2 separate regions of the Gasterosteus aculeatus genome follow, and region 1 is linked to region 2. Evidence: chromatin contacts called from public Hi-C data. All regions are on one chromosome and are shown on one strand. Each heading gives the region's core, a stretch centred on a gene start, on an enhancer-like site or on the middle of the called end of the contact. The rest is flanking DNA. Distances are from core to core; before and after follow the strand shown. Region 1 has its middle 18 kb from the start of zbtb34. Region 2 holds the start of lmx1bb (LIM homeobox transcription factor 1, beta b).

The links. Hi-C and Micro-C count contacts between places; a contact is called where the count stands out from the background.
Region 1: a Hi-C map of whole body shows a contact between it and region 2, with 7 times the contacts expected there. The contact joins the enhancer-like site here to the promoter of lmx1bb in region 2. A contact is called at or near these places in 6 of 6 Hi-C or Micro-C datasets (blood and trunk muscle, liver, skeletal muscle and 2 more).

Annotation. Positions count from the first base shown.
Region 1 is chr13:15,545,937-15,552,080 of fGasAcu3.hap1.1, forward strand. No RefSeq gene overlaps it. Among protein-coding and RNA genes, the nearest start is that of zbtb34, 18 kb to the right of the region's middle. Within about 2 kb of position 3,990, at least 1 of the 9 cell types and tissues checked has open chromatin away from gene starts, as enhancers often do.
Region 2 is chr13:15,499,124-15,505,475 of fGasAcu3.hap1.1, forward strand. lmx1bb (LIM homeobox transcription factor 1, beta b) reads left to right here and starts at 1,325. Exons shown (of 9, transcript XM_040196132.2): 1 at 1,325-1,747; 2 at 2,084-2,206; 3 at 2,686-2,872. The coding sequence starts at 2,137.

The DNA of each region.
Region 1 (6,144 bases), core at 2,740-5,239, 49 kb after region 2:
ACTCCGGGGTGTCGGGATGCCGAACGATGCCGCTATTACATGAAAATATACATAGAATAGAAAATAACAAAAGCTAAGCTTATTTGCTATTTGGCTCTGTCCACAGACAGATTCGTCCCTTCATCATCAGTGTGTCAGTTTGGTCTGTCCTTCAGTTCCACAAAGCATGTTCCCTAATACATGTGATTTGTTGAGCAATCAATGACAAAATCAATTCATCAAACTCTCCTCATAAAAAGAGCGATTGGTAATTAGCACTGATATGTTTTGCACTTCCTGACATGTGTATTCAACAGATACCTCGTTACGTTGCTGCATAATTATTCCTTGTCTTAAATTAAGTTCTAGGAAATGAGAGGCATTGCCTGAGATAACTTTAGTTCGTCAGTGTGTGTTGCACGTCAAACCGGAGCGCAGAATTAAATCTGTCACCGAAGCGGATAAAGGCACCAATCATATTAACCGCGAGAGTTGGAGGAGAGCGCGCAACTCAGTTCAGATTACCGATCTAATCGTGTCAATAAAGATCCCCTTTTTACGCACGTTACTCCTCTTCCCCAAAACATTTTTGTATATAAAAGAGACATTTTATCAGTGCAATCTGAACGCTTGTTAAAGTTTTGAATTCACAGTAAGTCGTTTTGTTTCCGTCTGAAGTGGTGGAGGAGAGGAGGCCGTCTCCTCTGGCTCGCACACGTCTTAAAAACATTGCCCGTGGAAGCGGGACGCGGAGCAGCAGAAGGTGAGCCCCCAGCCCCCGAACCTTTGAGCCCCGGATGTTTTCCACAGAACTCACCTGAGAGGCTCAGTGAATCACTCGCAGTGTGCGCTCGGAGGAGAGCGTGGACAGTAAATCTGAAAGTCAACAGCCAGCGAGGGCCTAACCGAACCCTTTTTTATACATCCCAATGACTCCAGCAAGAGGCTTTCTGGAGGCCATCAACCACATACACGACAGACATTTGCTCCAATAACAAAGCTTGACCTCTGACCTTCAGCTTAAAAGTTGTACCTTTTGTGTGTTTATATAAATTACATCCAATTTAGTGATTCCCAGAGATCTTTATAGAACTGTAAATCAGTATGGTGACACGCTATTGCACGGAGATCATATAATGACCACCGGGCCACATTTGACCTCTCGCATGACCCGTTCTAACTTGATAATCAGTGTTTTCAGAAGACAGGGGTCGGCGCTGCTCTGCCCTGGTGTGACCTCTTTCATTGTAGCGAGAACCAACGTGATTATCAGTTCATCACGACAATTATAATCCATAAAGTTACATATGAATATCATCTGTCAGTTGTGTCGTTCTGTCCAACCCCCCAGAGACGGCGCTCCTCTAATAGAGCTTTGATTTGGAGTGCATTGATTAGCCTCACGCTCTCTCCCAGTTAACCGCAGACAACCATCCTTTGTCCACCACCCCGGCCTTTTGGTGTGCTTTTGACAGTTTTATTGTAAGTACTAAAACAGCCCAAATAAACCTGTGGATAAACAGCCGCGAGCAAGATAAAAGCTTGCTAGCTTTTCAAAAGGTTAGTAAATTTCACCATATGGATTTTTTGGTGTCTCTCCCAAATGTCACGGCTTAATTATTAACCGTGGGGCCATTTTGGAAGGAGATTTGCAACTTTACAATATTGTTGTGCCTGCCGAGGTTAAGTGTTAAGAGTCCAAAGAAGGACATTGTCCTCTTTTGTGTTTAATGAAGATGGATTTAGAATAGAAATGTAGGGTGCAATAAAGACAGCCTGACCTTTAAGGCCGTGCCACAAGTCAACACATACACTGATGCTTTGAACAGACGAAGGAAATTCTTCAAGTACAACACGTTTTTCACACTGGGAAATTTAACTTTAACAAATTTCATCACTAATTGATACCTATTATATATTTGCTGTCATTGAATACATTACATTGATTGTTCAGTGAGTATTTCTTTTCTCTATGAGCCATAACTCCAGATCACAAGCAGTCATGAATGCCTAGAGGTCGTGACCTCCCGGTGTGGCCGTTATGAGTAAATATTGATCACACTACAGTCAGTCAGCTAAGTGGAGCCACCAGAGCGGGACACAGCCGTGCACTGTGGCGTTTTTTGTTGAAAGGAGTAATATCTGGCCTAATCCCAGCCTCGGCCCCGCCCTCGGGCCCCGCCGGCGGACCCCTCTTTGCCGTGCACACCAGCAGCGCGTGCTGCTCTGTGCCGGGCTCATGTTTCTCATGGCTCCTGCTCGGCGAAGTCGGACCTTCTCAGTGGGCTCCTGCAGGAGTTTTGAAGTCTTTGTGCTTGTGTGCCACCTTGAGGAGGGGGGCGGGGGGGGGAACGGACTCCGCCGAACTCCTGAAATGGTATCGCGGCATCTGAGTTCACATGTTCCCCGCCCCCACCTTCATACATGTCATCAGACCGGCGGTGCCCGCCTCAATGGAGGCTCTCTGTTGACTTCCTCTGCTGACAAGCGAGAGGTGACCAGCTCCGCGGCGTTGAGCGCTAACCACTGAGCAGGGCCTTGAACAAGAATAAGTACAACTCTGTCTTTGCCAAATGTATGCTATATGCTTTACGTACTTTGGGCTGCTCCATTAACAGGCTCTGCTCGGGAGCAGCCAGCGGTGTTTGAAAGTAAATGCCAGAGATTGGGAATCATTTGGAGGAGATTGATACCTCTCTTCTATCATTACTGCAACTTCCTCCCACCAAATCTTTGTCTCACTAAATGACATATTGTTTCTGGACAGATAGATTGATGTAAACATGGTATATGTATATATGTGGCTTGTTTTATCTGCAAACATGACAAGTTGGAAGAAAATCAGAGGATCTTTTAAGCGCTGATATGCAGATTTTGTTTCCCTCAACATGTTCTCATTCCCGACTTGTGAAATACTGGCGATTTGTCAGTCTAAACTATGACACTGCAGGTCCGTTTTGGACGTTTCAGGGATGTCGTGTCAGCCTGCCCGGGTCTAAGTAGGCCGCCACCCAGTTTCACTGACGCACTGGTTCCTTAAAAAAAAATGTGCATAATTGCTGTGAATGTGTGACTGTCCAAGTAAATTTATGTGAAGATGTGAACATTTGACTCATAGAAAATTGATTTGCTTTATATGGGACTGAAAATACAATTCCATGAACTACGCTGTTGATTACAGTAAATTAAGATGTTACTCTTTCAATATAAATGAAAAATGGATCATACAAAACAGCATTGAATGCATTAAAATGGCTCACAAAAGGCCTCACATTGCATTGAATGTCACATGTAACACATTATCCTTACATCAATTTCCATATGCTTCAATAGATAACAAAAAGCACGCTTGCGTTTTCAGGACACAATGTAAATTATAATAAACACATGCATGTCGTGTCAGTTTCCGCTCCTAAAATGGAATCTGGCATCTTTTCATAACAATCTTCCAGTGTTGGTTAACTGGTTTTTAGTACAACACAAATACTTGGTTTGGCTTGGAGAGATTGTGGTTTTGGATAAAATCATTATCTTTTCTTATAGAACATAATCAGTTTCTCATGTGGTTGAGGGACGTTGACCAAGCGTCAGTAGTTAATGAGCTGGGAGTCAAAATGTGAAGTCTCTCGTACATATCAAATGTTCCCCTCTTTTAATTGTTTAAGCTGAGCTAACCAGCTGTGTATTGACTTTACATGTAACTGACTAGTAGAACAGATGAGAATGATATCCAACTTCTCAATTAACTCGCTACACAAAAGTAAACGAGACATTAGATGAAATTTCAAATCCCATCGCTTTAAGATTCATCATACTTTAAACTGCAGTTAAATAATGAGACTTTGAAACATTATCATTATTTTACAACTCCCGTTACAAAGAGGACTTTCAGCGTCAACCCTCAGATTGAGAGAACGGCCTGATTTTCTTCTTCTTCAGGTGTTGTGGAACTGGAGGCTCCGGAGGAGACAGCATGCCCTGACAGAGAGCTGCCGTACACAAACCCTCGCCTGTGGCTTCCACCCTTTGAAGGTGCATGTCTCTTCTTGACGTTTCTCGTCAACTCGCCTTGGGAACATTGGATTCTGTCCTCTTGGTCCACAGTTTGTCTTCAAACTGTCTGGGAAAATGCAGAAGAGACACACAACTTCAATGCCAGTCGAGGAAGCTACACAGCCATTAATCCTTTACGCCACATTCTGGTCTGATGTGTTGTGAAGTGAAGCTAAGATTCAAAATGAACACTGAAAATATACTGTACGTTATACACTTTATCCAGTCCTATTTGCAGAATAGGATAGCACTTCTACGTTCTCTCTGAGCAAACAGACACACACAAGAGCTGACGGGGAATGTGACATATTTTTGTCACTCAAGCAATTGGAACAGAACAACATTAATAGCCCATGCTGGCTGTAATACAATTAAAACATAACTATGCAAAGTACACGGGGTGCCGCTGCAGCGCTGCGTCTGCAGAGACAGGTGCCAGCCATCTTTAGTGTTCGCCACAAAGATCCTCCAGCAAACGGCATCAACAGCGATCAGACTGGATTAATACGTGATGCCTTGGAGCTTGAATTTCAGTCCGACTTCAGCGGAAACCAATCTGAAACAGTAAATGATCTCAGCAGGAAAAGCCCCAGTCTGTAACAATAAAGTAATCTGAGGCAGATATGTGGGAGTACTTCCGTGTAGAAATGTGGTAAACTGTCATTACTGAGCAGTGTTATAATGATTAGAGAGTTCTTACGGTGGGTGGCAGAATTGGAATAACACAACAGAGATCTCGTCTGTCTACATCTTTTTACAAATCAAATCATTTGACGATGGTTGTTTGCCCTGCGTTGCACTTCTTTCATATGAAAGGAGGTGCAAAACAACATTCTGCGTGTCTGAACAGAAAGCGTTTGTGTGCTCCGAGGCAACTGAAAGCCAGCTGGTTCCAGATAGGGAAAGCTGACGGAGTCCCGTCGGTTGAACTGATTCTGTCCCTCTCACGTCTCCTCTACCCTCCTTTTCATCAGTCTCGTTCTTGGCGGTCCGGTGTCCAATTTGGCCGATTGAGCGGACGGTACAAGATGTACACAAATTGTCAGTCAAGAAGTGACTGTTCAATAATATAGCCTCTACAGCCTGTATGCCCAAGGACCTGTGGGCCATTACAAGGCCATTACCAGTGAAATCCTTGTCTGGAAAATCAGGATGAAACTAATGTGTTACTGTGACGAAAGGTCCTCATTGTGAGTGTTGCAGCAAGAGCCAAACATGCGAGAAAGGATCAAATTAAGCAAGTATCTGTGAGTGTAGCTACTGAATGTATTACCCATCATTAAAAACATACAGTTGTTTAGTTTGGTGTGTGACAATTAGTTGACAACTTTGTTCACATTTGTCACAAAAAACGGGATCTGCAGAAACAATTCTAATGATTCATCTTATTTATACACTTCAGATTTTAGGATGAATGTATTTGAGATAAAGATTTACACAGTAGCTCACACTTTGGTGAAGAAACTGTCAGCCTTAGAAAGCGTAGAAATAGGAAATAGTCGATTTAACAAACTTAAAATGAAAATGTCTTCCACTATTCTTATGGGTTAGATTTGACAAATTGGGGATGTGCACTTGGTCTATATTGCTGTACTGTAGACAGGTTTTCTCAATCATCAAAATTAGCCTTCCAGGCAACTTCGTGGCAGCCACCATTTCTTAAAACTGATTATTTACTTTCACATCCGTCTTCATTTCCTATCACGTTGAGGCCTCCAATTACACGTTTCCTTTCATATTATGTGGTTAACCTTGTATGTGTACAAAAAATAAATAAGGCACGAAAGTTCACTGACTGAAGAATAGTCTATGAATAATGGAATTCCTTTAAAGCTTTAAAATGCAACCCGTTTCCACGTTGGCACAATCAAAGTAGGAAAAATGAACACTGTAGCTTAAGAAATATCTACGAGCTAAGTGGCCATGACATTAAAGTGTGTGAGCATTCGCTCTTTTCTGGAGTGAAGCAAATTTTTGGTTCGGGCGGAGGGGGAGGTTCTGTCTTGGATTAATTAAGCTGAGAAACTCCCAGTTTGGGGAGCTTAGCATGTGCAGGGTGATGTTTTCCTCGGAGTCTTTTCCACAGGGATACGTTTGCACTCATCTTTGATA
Region 2 (6,352 bases), core at 75-2,574:
AAACTTAAAAGTGTCCGTTTCCTAATGTTAAGCACTGTGGCAGTGGGTGGAAGTGGGTTCGGTTGCAGGCTCCTGTGATGGGCTTGGGATACCTCCGGTGAACGGCAGAGGGCCACGCGTCTCATCCGGGCTACAGGTCATCGCTCGATGCTCCACGCAGGACATCCACGAGCAGCAGCCGGGCCTTTGCCATGGGGAGGGAAAGGCTCCGAGGAGATGTGCACTGAAATGTGCTCCCTTCCTTCCTTCCTTCCTTCCTTTATTCCTCTCAAGTAATTATCACAAGATGGTCTCAACCAGTTATGATACATAGTATTACCGTGGTGTCCGTTAACTCTGAATCCCCTCGTGAATAAAGCAGCAGGCGGTTATTTTTTCTGTTAGTATCAAGATGAAAACGAATGCTTGCGTTGGCTTGTCTGCGCCGCTGTGCGTCTCCTTGTGTCCGGTCCCCGGCGCATCGCCCTGCCGGTGTCCGTGTCCGGGGCTGGATCACGATGAGCCTCTCGTGCAGCCCTGTCATGTCAGACAGGCCTCAGTGCAGCACCTAGCACCTTAAAACGCACGCACTGACGTCTCGGTAATTATTAGGCATGCGTGTCATTTTTAAATAACGCGCATTTACTTGTTTGGGAATTTTTAACTAGTGAGAGTAAGATATTTTACATAACATGTATAGCCGTTATTTCTGCAAAAATAAATACAGGACAGGCTTGTATTATTATGCATGTTATTACCTGGCCTACCATTATAATGATTATTATGATTGTGTGTAGCATTATTCCCGGCGCTTCTCCGTGGCCCGCAGATGGAGAGCTCGGTTTGTCGCTGTTATCGACGCTGATCGCCAGGTGCATCAGCTGAAAGGAGACAGCGGCCCCGACGGGAAACAATACACAAAGGGGCAAGAAAAGGCACGTGATGCTGATCGCTACTTCTCACATCCTGACAGAAATACAGATATCAATCCATGAGGAATAAAGAATGTCTTTACTTCCAGATGTCGCAGTTATGGTTTGATGGTGACGTCACATTATAGAATATAATACCGGGACATAACACGCACAATGATGAAGTTAGTGTTAGTGTTCATATGATTCCAACAGTATTAATGATATTGTTATCATTGCTATTATGACACATTGTTGCTTCCGTGCAAAATCCGGCCTCTGTAAAACACCACTTTTCTCTCTGCTCTTCTTCCATGTGTTCGCGCGCGCGCGCGCGTGTGTGTGTGTTGTTATTGGACCGAAGACTGTACTCCTCTCCAATAGCATCCCAGCGGCAGTGAATGGAGGAATGAAAAAGAAGGGGGGAAAAAAAAAGAGAAGTGCATCCATGCACGCAGTGGCAGTGGGAGGATCCACTCGCTCCGATCTCGGTGTGAGACTGTGTGCAGCGGCCGGGACACAAGCAGCCGAGCGCCTCTGCTACTTCCACGCAGTTACTGCCGGGACATCTACATACATACACGCTGCTATTTTTGGATTTGTTGTCAAGTTGTGTTGCTGACTCCCCCCCCCACCCCCCCTTACCCTCCGCTCCCCCCGTCTCCCCCCCCCCTCCTCACACACACACACACACACACACACACACACACACACACACACACAGAGACGCTCACACACACACACACGCGAGCTTTAACAAAACTGTTATTCCGCGAAGAAGTTTTGCCAGCTTTGTCCCGTCGGCTCGAGGACGAGAAGAAGATAAAGGCTCCTCAGTGCTTTTCTGATCCTAACAGGTGACTGTTCGAGAGCGTTTTGTTGTTGATTGTTATTGCCCGTGACACCCCGGAGAGACGTGGAGCCGCTTTTTACACTTGCCTCTCTGCCTTTTAAACTATCGCGAGCATCACCGTCGAGCTTTGTTTTTCTTTTTGTTGTTTTTGCATTTCTTTTTTTTTCCTTTTTTTCTTTTTTTAATTTTTCTTTTTTTTTTTTTAGTTTTCCTCGTGCGAGCTGCAGGCTGCGTGCCCGCGCGGCTCCGACAGCTTTCAGCCTTCCAGACAGCCGCGCGTGCGCCCCGGGATCGCTTCCTGATCAGAAGTTTGACCGTGTTCTTATGGATATTGCAACAGGTCTCGTGTCACTGGAGCGCCTCTCCGCGGCGGGACAGTCCGAGACGTGCATCATGCTGGACGGCATAAAAATGGAAGACCATCCCCTGCGATCGGGACAAGCCATGCTCGGGGTCATGCTCGGTGAGTCTTCTTCTTCTTCCTCCTCTTCTTCTTCAACCACTGTGAACGAACTGTGCACGCGCAGGTCATACACAACTTATTTCCCCATCTGGATGCCAGGAGGCGACTGTTCATGGCCACTGCGCCTTTGCTTGGGATCGTCACACGTTCATATTGCATTCGAAATGGATTTAAAACAAATTACTGGTAACGATGTAAAATGTAGTTTTATTTGCTACTGAGACAGAAACCAATCATGTAAGACCCCCCCCCCCCCCCCCCCCTCCCGACATGGCTGTTTGAGTGATGTCATCTACAGGCCTTATTGGGGAGAAAAACATTCCATCCTTTAAAATTAAATTTAAAATGAAATTTAAAATAAAATAAAAATACAGCAAATAAATGTAATCAGCCCGTCACACCTTTAGAGTCATTAATCCGGGTTTAAAAAAAAAAATTCTGACGTGCCTCCAACAACTCGTGTGCCGTTTGTTTCGCAGGGAGCGACTGTCACCACCCGTCCGTGTGTGAAGGATGCCAGCGTCCCATCTCCGACCGCTTCCTCATGCGAGTCAACGACTCCTCGTGGCACGAGGAGTGTTTGCAATGCACCGTGTGTCAGCAGCCGCTCACCACCAGCTGCTACTTCAGGGAGAGGAAACTGTACTGCAAACACGACTACCAACAGTAAGCACGACCCCAACGAGACATCTGCGCTGCTTTTTAATAAATCTTTCTGCGTTAAAAAAAAAAAAAATGGAGGAGGGAAAACAATTAAAAGAAGACACCATGGTGGTTCTGGTTTTGGGTCTGGGAGGCCCCGCTGCGCAGGGATACAGCGGGTCAGCTAAAGTTCTAACTGGAATTATAGAAAGATTTAACCTAATACACGTTAGACAGCATTGCATGGACGCAGTTTAAACCACTTTCTGGCGGCCGTATTTTACCACAAGGATTAAATCTGATCTTTTTTTTTTTTAAACTTCGCTTAAACATTTTTGAATAAACCGTGAGATGTGGAAACGTGTGTTGCAGTAACACACCGCTGTGTTATTGTCATATGCTCGGCTTTCTTACGCTGTTTCCACGGTCGTGTGTGCGGAACGAGCGCGTTTCTTTTTCAAAAATGTGCGATCCGACGGAGGCCCGAGAATGTGAAGAGTCTTTCTGCTTCCTCATCCCTTTCTCTGTCAGGTATTTCCTGGTTGCATCGTAGAGCATTTTTACATCCCAATCGGCCGCTTTAGATTATTAAAATGAAGGAAAACATAATATCTGTGAGTTTCTTTAGAAGTTCACAACGCACTTTGGATTTATTTTCCGATCGGCCCAAATTCGCCTTTTTTTGTCAGTCTGATGCCTCGAATTCTCTTAAATGTTATATTTTCAAATTTTGTTCAAACATATTTCATGTTCGGAGTCAATCACGTTTTTATTTTCATTTAACTCTATTTTTATTTTATTTAATTTTCATTTGTATTGGATATGACGTGTTTTTGCATGCGGTATATGCGACATGGCAATAATTTAACGGCTGAATGGAAAACAAGCTTTTTATACCAGTTAAACGCACCTGTAGGATACATGCCCCAAGGTAGATTTTGTGGTTACACGTTAAGCATTTAAGCATTTGCACACGCTTGACTATACACAAACCCACACTTTTAAATATATGAATAATTTAGTGTTAAATTAAAGTGTGTTAAGTTTAACTGTTTAAAAAAAGTAAGAAACTTATTTTGGTTTAAAATGCTGTAGTTTGATTAAAACAGCAGACTTGTGTAATTAAATCCAGATTGTTCATTTTAAAATGTAGTGTGTTAAAAATATATTGTGTGAAACTCCAAACATAATAAATAGTAAGCATAACTATTAATATTACAGACCCTAAAATAATAATTCCAAAAATTATAGATGCATTGCAATAATGCAGGAATTGCCCCCTTGTGCTTTTTGCTTTATAGGTAATTACGATACATTTTGACATTTTATATTCGGCCTGTGGCAGAAAGTACATGGCAGCCATTAGCCATGGAGAAGGATAAATTAGTAAATTGAATTATAAAATGATCACCTAAAATCAGCAGCAAAGCCAGATTTAGTGACACAAATATGGAGGCTAAGTAAGAACAATGTTGAGGGTGGCTGTCTGGCCTGTGAGGACCCCGGGGTGCCCCCGTGTTTTCTCATCGCATGAGCGCTTTTCATGCTTGTCACTACATTTTCAGCTTTTTGTGTGCGGCCTTTTTAACAATTCTACTTCGATTACCAGGACATTATCGCTCTCTGCTAGATACCTTGCAAGCAACAAAGGGTTACATCTATTGCCATGCGTGCTATTCATCCAGCTTTGTGACACCGGTGTAGTCGCCTGATAACAATGGAAAATTCATAGCAGTAACTACGGGATACCAGAGCAGAGCCACGGCGTCGCGGCTCAGAGGGCTGCAAGCTGAGACTGTCCGGCAAAGAGAAGGATCTCTTTCTCATGCCTGTTATATAAAACAGGCATATATATACATACATAGCGGCACCATTTGTTGTTGTTGTTGTTGTTTCTGTAAAGACAAGAATTCAGCCACAAACATACGGAGACAGCTTTCCTTTGCTTCTTAGCCGCACACTTGGTGCACAGCTGACCACTTTCCCCCCTTTTTCTCTCCACACTGAATGCTGTGAGCTTGTGTGGCACGTCGGCTCGCCGGAGCCAAACACAGCGAGCCGCTGGGCAACGTCCTGCTCTCACACAAACAAACTCATCACGTCTTTTAATTCTTCTCCCTCTTTCCACCCCGCTTATTTTTTAAAATACATTTCACTCCTCTCAGGTTAAATGCTAACTGGAGGGTCCCTCATCCCATAGACAAGCATCCCTTTTTTGTTTACCCCTATTTGCATTGATGGGATACTTAAAGATGTAATTGGCACCTTTTTGACTTTTATGACACCCATTTAAGATGCATTTGTCAGCCCACAAACTGCTTTGGGCAGCGTAGAGAGCTCTTCGCCTTACAGAGGTCTTCGTGCCTAATTACATTCCTGTAGCAACTGATTCATGCCCCGTAATCAGCTCTCACTAGCTATAATAAATCAAGGAATTGGCAAGCTTTTTCTTTTTTTTTTTGCACCTTTGGAACAGGTTTAAGTGCAGGCGGGGGAAAACAATTGTGTACTGTGTTATTAAAACTCCCACCAACACAGTTCAACACATCTTACTCTATTACAGTGCAATTATATAGTAACAAGATCGGATTATATTGGCCTCGTTTTATGCCGAGCGGCTGCCCTGTATTTATCGCCCCTGACTTTATACCAAAAATTGTGAATGAGGAATATTTTTGATGGCTCTAAGATTCGGGGTCCGAAAACAATCTCACGTGTTCAGATTGTGCGGGCATATTTACAACAGGAGAAAAGAGAATTTAGTATATTCCAGACGAAGAGTAAACAGCAATAGAGCGCTGCTAACCTTTCGCGAGAATATTTCAGAAGAATGAGATAATTGAAGGCAAATAGGCATAGCTGTCAGCTGGACGGGAGTCATAGCCGCAGAGGAGGAACAAGCTTGAACGAGACGGGCGGTATGTAAAAGATGAGAGTGGAATTACACCTCCTCGAGAGAGAGTTTGTTGTGCCCTGGTGTTTGGAGGTCAATTATACGTCATTAGGAAGAGGGAGATCTTTTCCCCAGGGAGACCTTTCCTCCAACCAAGCAGATGCCTTGAAAGGAGCCATGTAATAAGGACTATCACTCGACCAACGTGTTGGACGACACCCCTGTAATGGACCGCCTCGTTAGAAACACAACATGACATTAACATAGCTGTATTTAACACCATGCTGTTAGGGTTTTTTTTTTCTTCTTCTCCTTGCTTTGCAAAGTTCAACTTTCATGCGAAACGTTATTTTAGCTTCTTCGGCATGCAGATTTTTTTGTTGTTGAAATTTTCAAATTCTCGTGCTGTGCTGTGAGCGGAATTAAATCCAGGTCACGGTGGTGCGGGCAGTAGAAAAACACAGGAGTGATGGAGCCATAAAAGCAGAACCTGTCTCACCTCCCATGCACGCTGGACGATCCCCCGGTGTGCTGAGAGCTGCTTTTTTAGAAATGTTTGGAGTGCCCTCCTGTGAAATTGTTGTTTTTTAATTAGCTATGCTTGGGACTCT